3 separate regions of the Mus musculus genome follow, and regions 1 and 2 are each linked to region 3. A link is a contact called in public HiChIP or PLAC-seq and promoter capture Hi-C data. All regions are on one chromosome and are shown on one strand. The core of a region is the stretch at or near the end of the contact, and the rest is flanking DNA. Distances in the headings are between cores, read along the strand shown. Region 1 holds the start of Arfgap1 (ADP-ribosylation factor GTPase activating protein 1). Region 2 holds the start of Rtel1 (regulator of telomere elongation helicase 1). Region 3 holds the start of Kcnq2 (potassium voltage-gated channel, subfamily Q, member 2).

Region 1 (2,700 bases), core at 170-2,669, 170 kb after region 3:
CTCAAATTAATCATCTTAAATGTTGCTTAATAACATGAAAATAAGTATCTCTCAGTTTAACCAGCCTAAAGAAGGCCTCAAGAATCCTTTTTTTTTTTTTTTTAAGATTTCTTTCTTGGGTGGGCTCACAAGTGCATGCCTAGAAGCCTAGAAGGTGGGAGCTGAGTATCTCCTTCCTCCAAGTGAGTACCAGGATCAAACTCAGGTAGTCAGGCTTTGTGGCAAGCACCCCTACCTGGTATCCATATCACCCACCCTTAAGAATTCTTAATAGCTGAAATGAAAAAAAAAACAACAAAATACTCTTCCTTCAGGCAGACATACCTAGTAGATAATGAAGCAAATAAGGATTTCAAACTTTAGTGAGCTACATGTCACACTAGAGAACATTTGCTTCTTAAATGGGACGTGATGTACATCTGAGGTCAAAGGGGACATCTAGGGACATAGCTTGGCCCTAAGGCTACACAGTATGGGTGACCAAAAACCGTTCAGAGAACACAAAGAACCCATGTCTAAGTTATGCTTCTTCACTCTGAAGAACAGACGATATCAGATCATCACCTCGTCCAGAACTATAGTTAGGGCTTCAATGCTCTAAACATTGCACAGCTATGGAACAGTGTATATTACTTCTGACTTGTGGGTGCCTTAAGAGTGCAAATACAGTATATTCTATTGCCAGGTACAATTGAGAAAAAGTTTAGAAGCTTGATCCTGTGGGGGTCTGTTGTTGAGATGTTTTGTTTTTCCTCCTTCCGCAGAGGACTCACTTCAGAGACCAAGAAGGGAAAAATCAAACAAACTGAGGTTAGAAAACCTGGCTTACCGGCACCTCTGGACAGAATCTTCTTTCGAAGTGAAGGGCTGAGGCCCTTTCCCGACAAAGTGGGCAGTGCAGAACCAGTCTGCGTCCAAGACTGCTCGGGACCAGAGCGCTGAGGGGCCACGTAGGTCCCTGCAACCGCTAGGCTGAAGGGCGGTAAAGCTCACAGGCCGGGAGGCAGGGGAGGGGGGGTCTGGACGGCCGCACACTGGGATCCTGGAGTTTGGGGTCCGAGGAACAAAAACGTCACGGGTCGAAGGACTGGAGAACCCGGGGCCAGGAAGCTGGGAAATGGGAGGTACGCGGGAGGCACCGGGGAGTAAGTCAGGGCTGAAGACCGGGGGCGTCGGACAGTCACGGTATTGGGGGACCAGGGGCCTAGGGCTGCAGAATCGAGGATTACAGGGCCAGGAACTGGGTGATCTGAGAGCCGGAAGGGCAAGGAACTGAGGGTCCGCGGATGCCCGGTGTCCTGGCCGCAAACTCACCTGCTGCCCCCAGGAGGTCGGGTCCGGCCGAGGTGCCAAGCTGGACTAGGCGCTCAGATCCCCCCACCAGCCGCCAGCAGCTTCCGGCTACGTCGCGCTTTGCAAGGGCTCATGGGAGGCCTCCGAGGCGGTACTTCCGCCTCTGTGCGCGAGCCCGAGGCGAGGCTTCTTTTCCGGTCTGTCTAAACCTTCGGCTGAGCGCCAGGTTTGCAGGGTTGCCTCTGCGTGGGCAGTGCGGCAGGGCAGCGCAGATGGATCCGGGCTGCGCTATCTCCAGCGGGATTCTAGGGCGTCCACGGTCTCGACCAAGCCCGGGAACAAGGGACTTCCCGTGGCTTCTGTCAACTCGAACTCCGACCCGTGGTTTAAAATAGACTTGGGCAAGCAGTTCTGGTCAAATCAATGTATTTAGTAGCCGGCGGGTTTTAGTTTTGTGTTCACTTTGGGCCGCCCTGTGTCACTAATTCCTTCCTCATTGGCCTTTTGACGGTTTTGCTTGGGCTTTTTATTTTTATTTACTTGTTTGTTTATTTATTTTTTAAGAGACTGGGTTTCTCTGTGTAGCCCTGGCTGCCCTGGAGCTAGCTGGCTTCCAACTCTAAGATCCGCCTGCTTCTGCCCCCCCGAGTGGATCAAAAGATGTGAGCCATCGCCGCCCGGCTCGTTTGACTTTCAAATTGGCCAAAAGTCAATGTTTTATTGAGGTCAAATCAAACGTACCTGCATCGAAACTTACCGTGAGGCATTTTATCAAATTCAGATCCATACAGTTGGGACCTCAAGGGACAGTGGATCCCTTTCTCCATCCACTGTTGGAGTTTCTTTCACAGGTTTAGAGCTTTGTGTAAAGAGAGAAACAAAAAACGTAGCCTTAAGTCACTTAACCACAGCCTGATATTGTTATTTGAGATAGACTTTCACATCATAGCCTAATTTAGCCTGGAACTCGATTCAGCCTCCTGAGTTCTGGAATTATAGACACCCCACCTAGCTTCATAACATGGCATTTCTGTTTTTGTGAGAAAGGCTCTTATGTATACCAGGATGTTCCAGAACTCATACCTGCCCTCTGCAGGCTAACGTAGTGGCCAAATGCAGGGGACAGGAAGCTTACTAAGAACATAAGTGGCAAATTCCTTAATTGCAGCACTGGGGAGGCAGACAGGTCTCTGACTTCCAGGCCAGCCTGGTCTACAGAGTGAGTGCCAGGCCAACCTGGGCTATACAAAGAAATCCTACCTTTACAAACAAAAGAACAAAATCTAAGCCAGATATAATGGCTCAACCTTCCACCTCCTATAAACTTAAACACATACACATAACCATGTGAAGCCCAGGGCATAAGAAAATGGTGGCTGGAACCTCCGGTAAGGGTTCTGTGATTCT
Region 2 (2,700 bases), core at 190-2,689, 180 kb before region 3:
AACCCAGTCTGGAATGGATGAGGGTAGGGCTACAGTAGGGGTTTGCTGAAGGTATGCCCTCATTGCCCCCTCTCTAAATTACTGTCTTGAGCTTTGTAGCTTTACCTTCTGGAGACATTCTAGCACCTTGGTCATATATTCCTGTTGGCATGGGTAGGGCTGGAAAGGAAAATCCACTGTCACACCATTCAGGACTACCCTGGGCATATCAGCCTATACTGAGGAAGACACGGTGGTAGGCCAAGATGCAGGCTGTCTGGGTCTGTGAGACAAACCCCTCTGATCATCTCAGTGTTTCAGCCACTCCAGGTAAGTGTTGGCAGCATGTGGCATCAGGTTTCCCTCTGTAAGAATTCCCTACAACACAGATAAGAAGAAATCAGCCTTTGTAGCCACAGACCATTACACCAATCATTTTAGGAAGCTGTCCTTGTAGGGTCAGAAAATCTGTTATTTCCCTATCAAAAGGTGCTTAGAGCCTATCATGGTGGCACACGCCTTTAATCTCAGCTCTCAGGAGGCAGAGGCAGGGGTATCTCTTAAGTTCGAAGCCAGCATGTCCAGGGAGTTCCAGGACAGCCAGGGCTATGTAGACCCTGTCTCAAAAAATAAAAAGGAGCTTAGAGATCTAAAGATGATCCCCTGGCTCACCCAATTCCATCCTAGACTGAAAAGCAAAGCAAAGCAAAAACCCAATGTAGTTATCAAAACAAGCACATTTTCAGCACTCTACCTGCAACTCTTCAAAAAGTCTGTGACTAAGAACCTAGGAGCATCCCCTTGTGGCCTGGACCTGAACACAAAAGCGTGGAATGTCTCCAACCTTTGATGCTCTTAAGATTGGGGTCATGCATCATTCGGTCCAGGTGTGCACCCGAATGCAAATAAAGTAGTAAAACAGGCAGGGCGTGGTGCTCCAGCCTTAGTTCCCAGCACTCAGGAGGAAAAAACAGATGGATCTCTGAGTTCGAGACCAGCATGGTCTGCAGAGCGAGTTCCAGGACAGCCAGGAATACACAGTGACATCCTGACACGCAAAACCAAAACCAACCAAACAAAGGTAGCAAAACAGAATCATGATCTGTTCAGCCCTCCGCAAGTCACTAAACTTCTCCAGACCTCCAAGTCTACTGACAGGCGAAAATCTATCCGCCGTCTTGGAACTAGCCCAGGGAGGCGCCTCTAGCTAGACACTGGCAGCAAGAGCCCGGGACCCAGAATGCACCGCGGCACTTCAGAACTAGCGAGTGCGTGATCTATGACCTCTATCCACTCAGATAAAACTGTCAAGCGACTCCCAGCTCACTTGTCTCGGTAGGGCTGCCTTTCAAAGTCCGGTATCAAACAACTGTAAAGACACGGATCCCGCGTGCTCCGCAGTCCGCTGATTGGAACTTCGCGGGCAGATCCGTGTAGCCACGCCTAAATGCTACACTTCCGTTTCCTCCCTTCCGGTCCGCTACTTTGCACCCGGGCGGAAACCGGGTTCCGCGACTTCTGAGTCAGCAGGTTCCCTCGCCTCTGGACGCCAGGGGGCTGGGGGCTGGGGGGTGGGGCTTCGTGCAGTGGACCTGGCCTCATCTCTGTATTCTATCCAAAGCACTTAATATCGTCTAGAGTCTCGCTTGTCTCCCACTCTTTTTGCTTGTTTGTTTCGAAACAGGTTTTCTCTCTGTAGCCTTGATTGCCCTAGAGCTCACTCTGTAGACCAGGTTGACCTGCCTCTTCCAAGTGCTGGGATGAAAGGCGTGCACGCCCGGACACTCATCCCCACTTTTGCATTATAAGCTCCATCTTCTGGAATCTACTAGTTCATTTGGCCAGGCCACTTACATTGTCCGCACAACTAAACAAATCTAAAGCTTTCTTGTGGTTACTGACCTCAAGTCACAAAAGGCATCTTTTCACAGCTGGAGTATATAAAATCCAAATGGCTGCATCTTACCTAGACCCCCACCCCACATTAAGAGTTCTCACTGCCTCCTCTCTCACCCAGGGTCCAGCTTATTTTCCAATCAGTGTCTGCTAGCTGTCAGGTGAGTTCCTCTAAATCTCTAGCACCTAGCACTAGCTGACAGTCAACAAGGAGCTCCAGGGAAGAGAGAGCTGCAAAGTCCTTCAGGGCGGTGCTGACATCAGAGGTGTTTGTTTATTTCAGGCAATCCCAATAGGTATTAGAAAGAAATTGACATTTCAGTGGCTGGCTCTCCACTACTAATAGATACTTGTTTCAGAGCTTCTCTTTAATACCCAGGTAGTTTCCCACAGAAATGCCCATACTTGTGCATGTGAGATCATACTTACAGAACACCCTGACAAACCTATAGATTTCCTTCAGACCCTCATCTCTTATTGGGAATTTGAAGATGAAGGAGGCCACACACACTGGGATGGCACCAATTCCAGGCAAAACTTTCTGGGCTACTAGTGAAGCTGAGACATGAGCTGATTCATCTGCTGCTTGGGTTCACATCAAGACAAGTCTAGTTCACAGCACATAGGTAGTTGCTTTGAGGCAGCATGCCCAGCTTATAATGAAACTATCCTGGAAGGAATGAATATATTCTAAGAGATGCATATGATCTTCCTTTTGACTATCAGGCCATTTAAACAATGGACCCCCCAGAAATTGGAATTCCCCAGGAAAGGAAGGAAAAGAGTGAGGGGTACCAGACAGAGAAGGGACTCTTCTTAGGGAAG
Region 3 (2,700 bases), core at 37-2,536:
ATACTCTACAGTACCAGAAAGTTTGTGGGCTCATAACGACTTCAAGGGTGTGTCCCCATTTTCCCCCCAAAAGAGAAGATGAGTAAGTTTGTATCTGTTGGTGTTATGGAACTCTAGAGAACCTTGACCTTTGCCTTCCTTTCAGTGCCTCCTCTTGGAACACATTTCCTTCCTAGGGAACCAGAACCTTTTATCCCTCAGGGCTCTGACTCACCCCATCCCCAGACAAAATTTCTGTGTGTTCTGGCTGTCCTGGGACTCTCTCTGTAGACTTGGCTGGCCTCAATCTCACAGAGGTCTGCCTGCCTCTGCCTCCCAAGTGCTAGGATTAAAGGTTTGCAGCACCACTGCCCGGTTTGGGCTCTGATTGTCCCAGGAGGGTGGATAGAATGAGCTAGGCTCTTCCCAGTTGCCATCTACGATCTGTAATCACTTATTTAGTTATTTTAAAAATACTATTTTGAGATTTGTTTATTTTTACGTTATGTTTAGTGGGTATGTTTTGCCTGCGTGTATGTATGAGTACCACAAGCTTTCAGTGCTCAAGAAGGCCACAAGAGGTCTTTGCATTCTCTGGTATTGGAGTTAAGTTCCTAATGTCATGTGGGTACTGGGAACCAAACCCAGGTCTTTTCAAAGAACAGTCAGTGCTCTTAACTACTGAGCTATCTCTCCAACCTGACTTATAAAACTTACAGTTCTTTTACAGAGACTTGAATGGAAGATGACCCAGAGGTGATGGTAAAGCCAGCCCGTGCAAGGAGTGGGCAGCACTTCCCTCCCCCCACCCCACCCACAAACACCTTGTACCTAAGGCCTCTTCTGACTGGGTGGGCCAGGCTGGTGCCTCCTCCATAACCATGTACAGTTGGCTCAGTAAGCCTGGAGGTGGGCAAGGATTCTGCTCTAGGCACTGCTCTGGTTACCCTTAGAGAGCCTGTACAAATTTCCCTGCACACCCAGAGGAAGTGCTGGGCCTTCCTCATGTCTGGCCCTCTTGATGCTAAGAGCCAAGATCCTTGTGGGCTGAATCTTTAACACCGAACTTGACAATGGCCAGGATCCTTCCAAAGGTGTCCACTTGCCGACTCCAGGTCAACTCTGGTGCTTTGCCCTCTCAGCGGTGACGGCAGGGCTGGACTCCCCCTCAAGGATTACCGGGCTAGGAGAGCAGGAAGGGTTGTCCTGTGAGGCAGTACACCTGGACCAGCTCTCCCTGCCTGCCACTACAATGGCGTCGTAGGGGTTAAGGCGGGCGGGGCGGGGCGGCGGGAGGAGCCCTCGCGGAAGCCGGCCAGGCACCGAGGCGCGCGCGGAGCCGGGTGGCCGCAGCGTCCCCGCGCGCGGCCGGGCCAGGTAGGAACGCAGAGCCGCAGCCGCCTCGCCATGCGGCTGCCGGACCGGAGGCCTGGGCTGGGGCCCGCGCCACCCCCCGCGCGCCGCCCCCGCTGAGCCCGCGCCCGATAGGGCGCCGCAGGCACCATGGTGCAGAAGTCGCGCAACGGTGGCGTGTACCCCGGCACCAGCGGGGAAAAGAAGCTCAAGGTGGGCTTCGTGGGGCTGGACCCCGGCGCGCCCGACTCCACACGCGACGGCGCGCTACTCATCGCGGGCTCCGAGGCCCCCAAGCGCGGCAGCGTTTTGAGCAAGCCGCGGACGGGCGGCGCGGGAGCCGGGAAGCCCCCGAAGCGCAACGCCTTCTACCGCAAGCTGCAGAATTTCCTCTACAACGTGCTAGAGCGGCCCCGCGGCTGGGCGTTCATCTACCACGCCTACGTGTAAGTGGCCCGCGATGTGGTGAGCGGTGGGCCTGGCGAAACCCTGGCCGGGCCGCGGGTTGATAGCAGGCGCAGCTGCGGTGGACTGAGGGGCCCTGGTGTGCGTGTCCGCGCGCGCGCCTGGTTCGCGTCGTGGGCGTGGGGTTTGGGTCGTGGCATTGCAGTCTCGGGTTAAAGCAAAGGATAGGGATTGGAGAGTGACTTTGGAGATCATTCTGTAGTCAGGGACTGTTTTATTTGGGGAGGGGGAGGGTTACGGCCGCCAGGCTGGGTTGTACCAGCCCTTCCCCCGCAGGACGGGATGTACTGGCGCCCCAGCCCCCCTCAGCCCGAGAGGCCCCTCCCCACGGCCCGCAGCGCGGAACAAAGGGCCGCCTAGGAGGGAGGGCGGCTCAGCTCTAGGTCTGAACTCATTCGCCCCTCTGCATCCCCGTGGGTTCTCTCCGACATCCAAGTAGGGGCAATGCAGAAGATTGGCCTCATCTCAGTCATCCTCCTAACCTCTTGCTACCTCTCTGAGCTTCCGGGTTGCAGAAATGGGGAGGGGACATAACATCCCATCACCTCAGCCCTGGCTGAGGGCAGTTGCCTGTACTCATCTCCGGAGGCCCACTCTCCTGTTCTCTACACTCTAAGTAGTCCCTTTGTACCTGCTGATGATCTCGCTACACATTCTGGGCTTTAGATCCTTGAGAGACTATTATCCCCCAGTACTGCCAGCTTTGGGCCTGGAAGGGGCTGCTCCTGTCCCCAAGTCTGGGACTCCTTCTGGGGCAGAGCCAGAAAGAGTCGAACCTGTTTCACGCATACATGAGTGTGTGTGTGTGTGTGTGTGTGTGTGTGTGTTTATGTTAGTATGCATAACCTCCCAATGCAAGGACGCTGGCTCTCCTATTCCAGTAGAACCAGGGACAGAGGAGGA

What was found. Promoter capture Hi-C pulls out the DNA fragments that hold promoters and counts their contacts. HiChIP or PLAC-seq counts read pairs in DNA pulled down with a chosen protein or histone mark.
Region 1: a contact with region 3 is called in an H3K27ac HiChIP or PLAC-seq map of embryonic stem cells, with 2.8 times the contacts expected there. The contact joins the promoter of Arfgap1 here to the promoter of Kcnq2 in region 3. A contact is called at or near these places in 7 of 39 promoter capture datasets (the 3T3-L1 cell line, cranial neural crest, embryonic stem cells and 3 more), 1 of 484 Hi-C or Micro-C datasets (nephron progenitors), 7 of 115 datasets of contacts at active chromatin or transcription factors (bone marrow-derived macrophages and embryonic stem cells) and 3 of 9 other capture datasets (adipose tissue, liver and macrophages).
Region 2: a promoter capture Hi-C map of second pharyngeal arch cranial neural crest shows a contact between it and region 3. The contact joins the promoter of Rtel1 here to the promoter of Kcnq2 in region 3. A contact is called at or near these places in 13 of 39 promoter capture datasets (the 3T3-L1 cell line, Sertoli cells, cranial neural crest and 8 more), 6 of 484 Hi-C or Micro-C datasets (bone marrow-derived macrophages, cranial neural crest, embryonic stem cells and 1 more), 10 of 115 datasets of contacts at active chromatin or transcription factors (SST interneurons, bone marrow-derived macrophages, embryonic stem cells and 3 more) and 5 of 9 other capture datasets (adipose tissue, embryonic stem cells, liver and 2 more).

Annotation. Positions count from the first base shown.
Region 1 is chr2:180,965,944-180,968,643 of GRCm38.p6, reverse strand. It overlaps Arfgap1 (ADP-ribosylation factor GTPase activating protein 1), which reads right to left and starts at 1,419. Exons shown (of 14, transcript NM_145760.3): 1 at 1,315-1,419; 2 at 830-1,042.
Region 2 is chr2:181,318,463-181,321,162 of GRCm38.p6, reverse strand. It overlaps Rtel1 (regulator of telomere elongation helicase 1), which reads right to left and starts at 1,439. Exons shown (of 34, transcript NM_001001882.3): 1 at 1,307-1,439; 2 at 106-357. The coding sequence starts at 207.
Region 3 is chr2:181,133,875-181,136,574 of GRCm38.p6, reverse strand. Kcnq2 (potassium voltage-gated channel, subfamily Q, member 2) reads left to right here and starts at 1,286. Exons shown (of 17, transcript NM_010611.3): 1 at 1,286-1,778. The coding sequence starts at 1,483.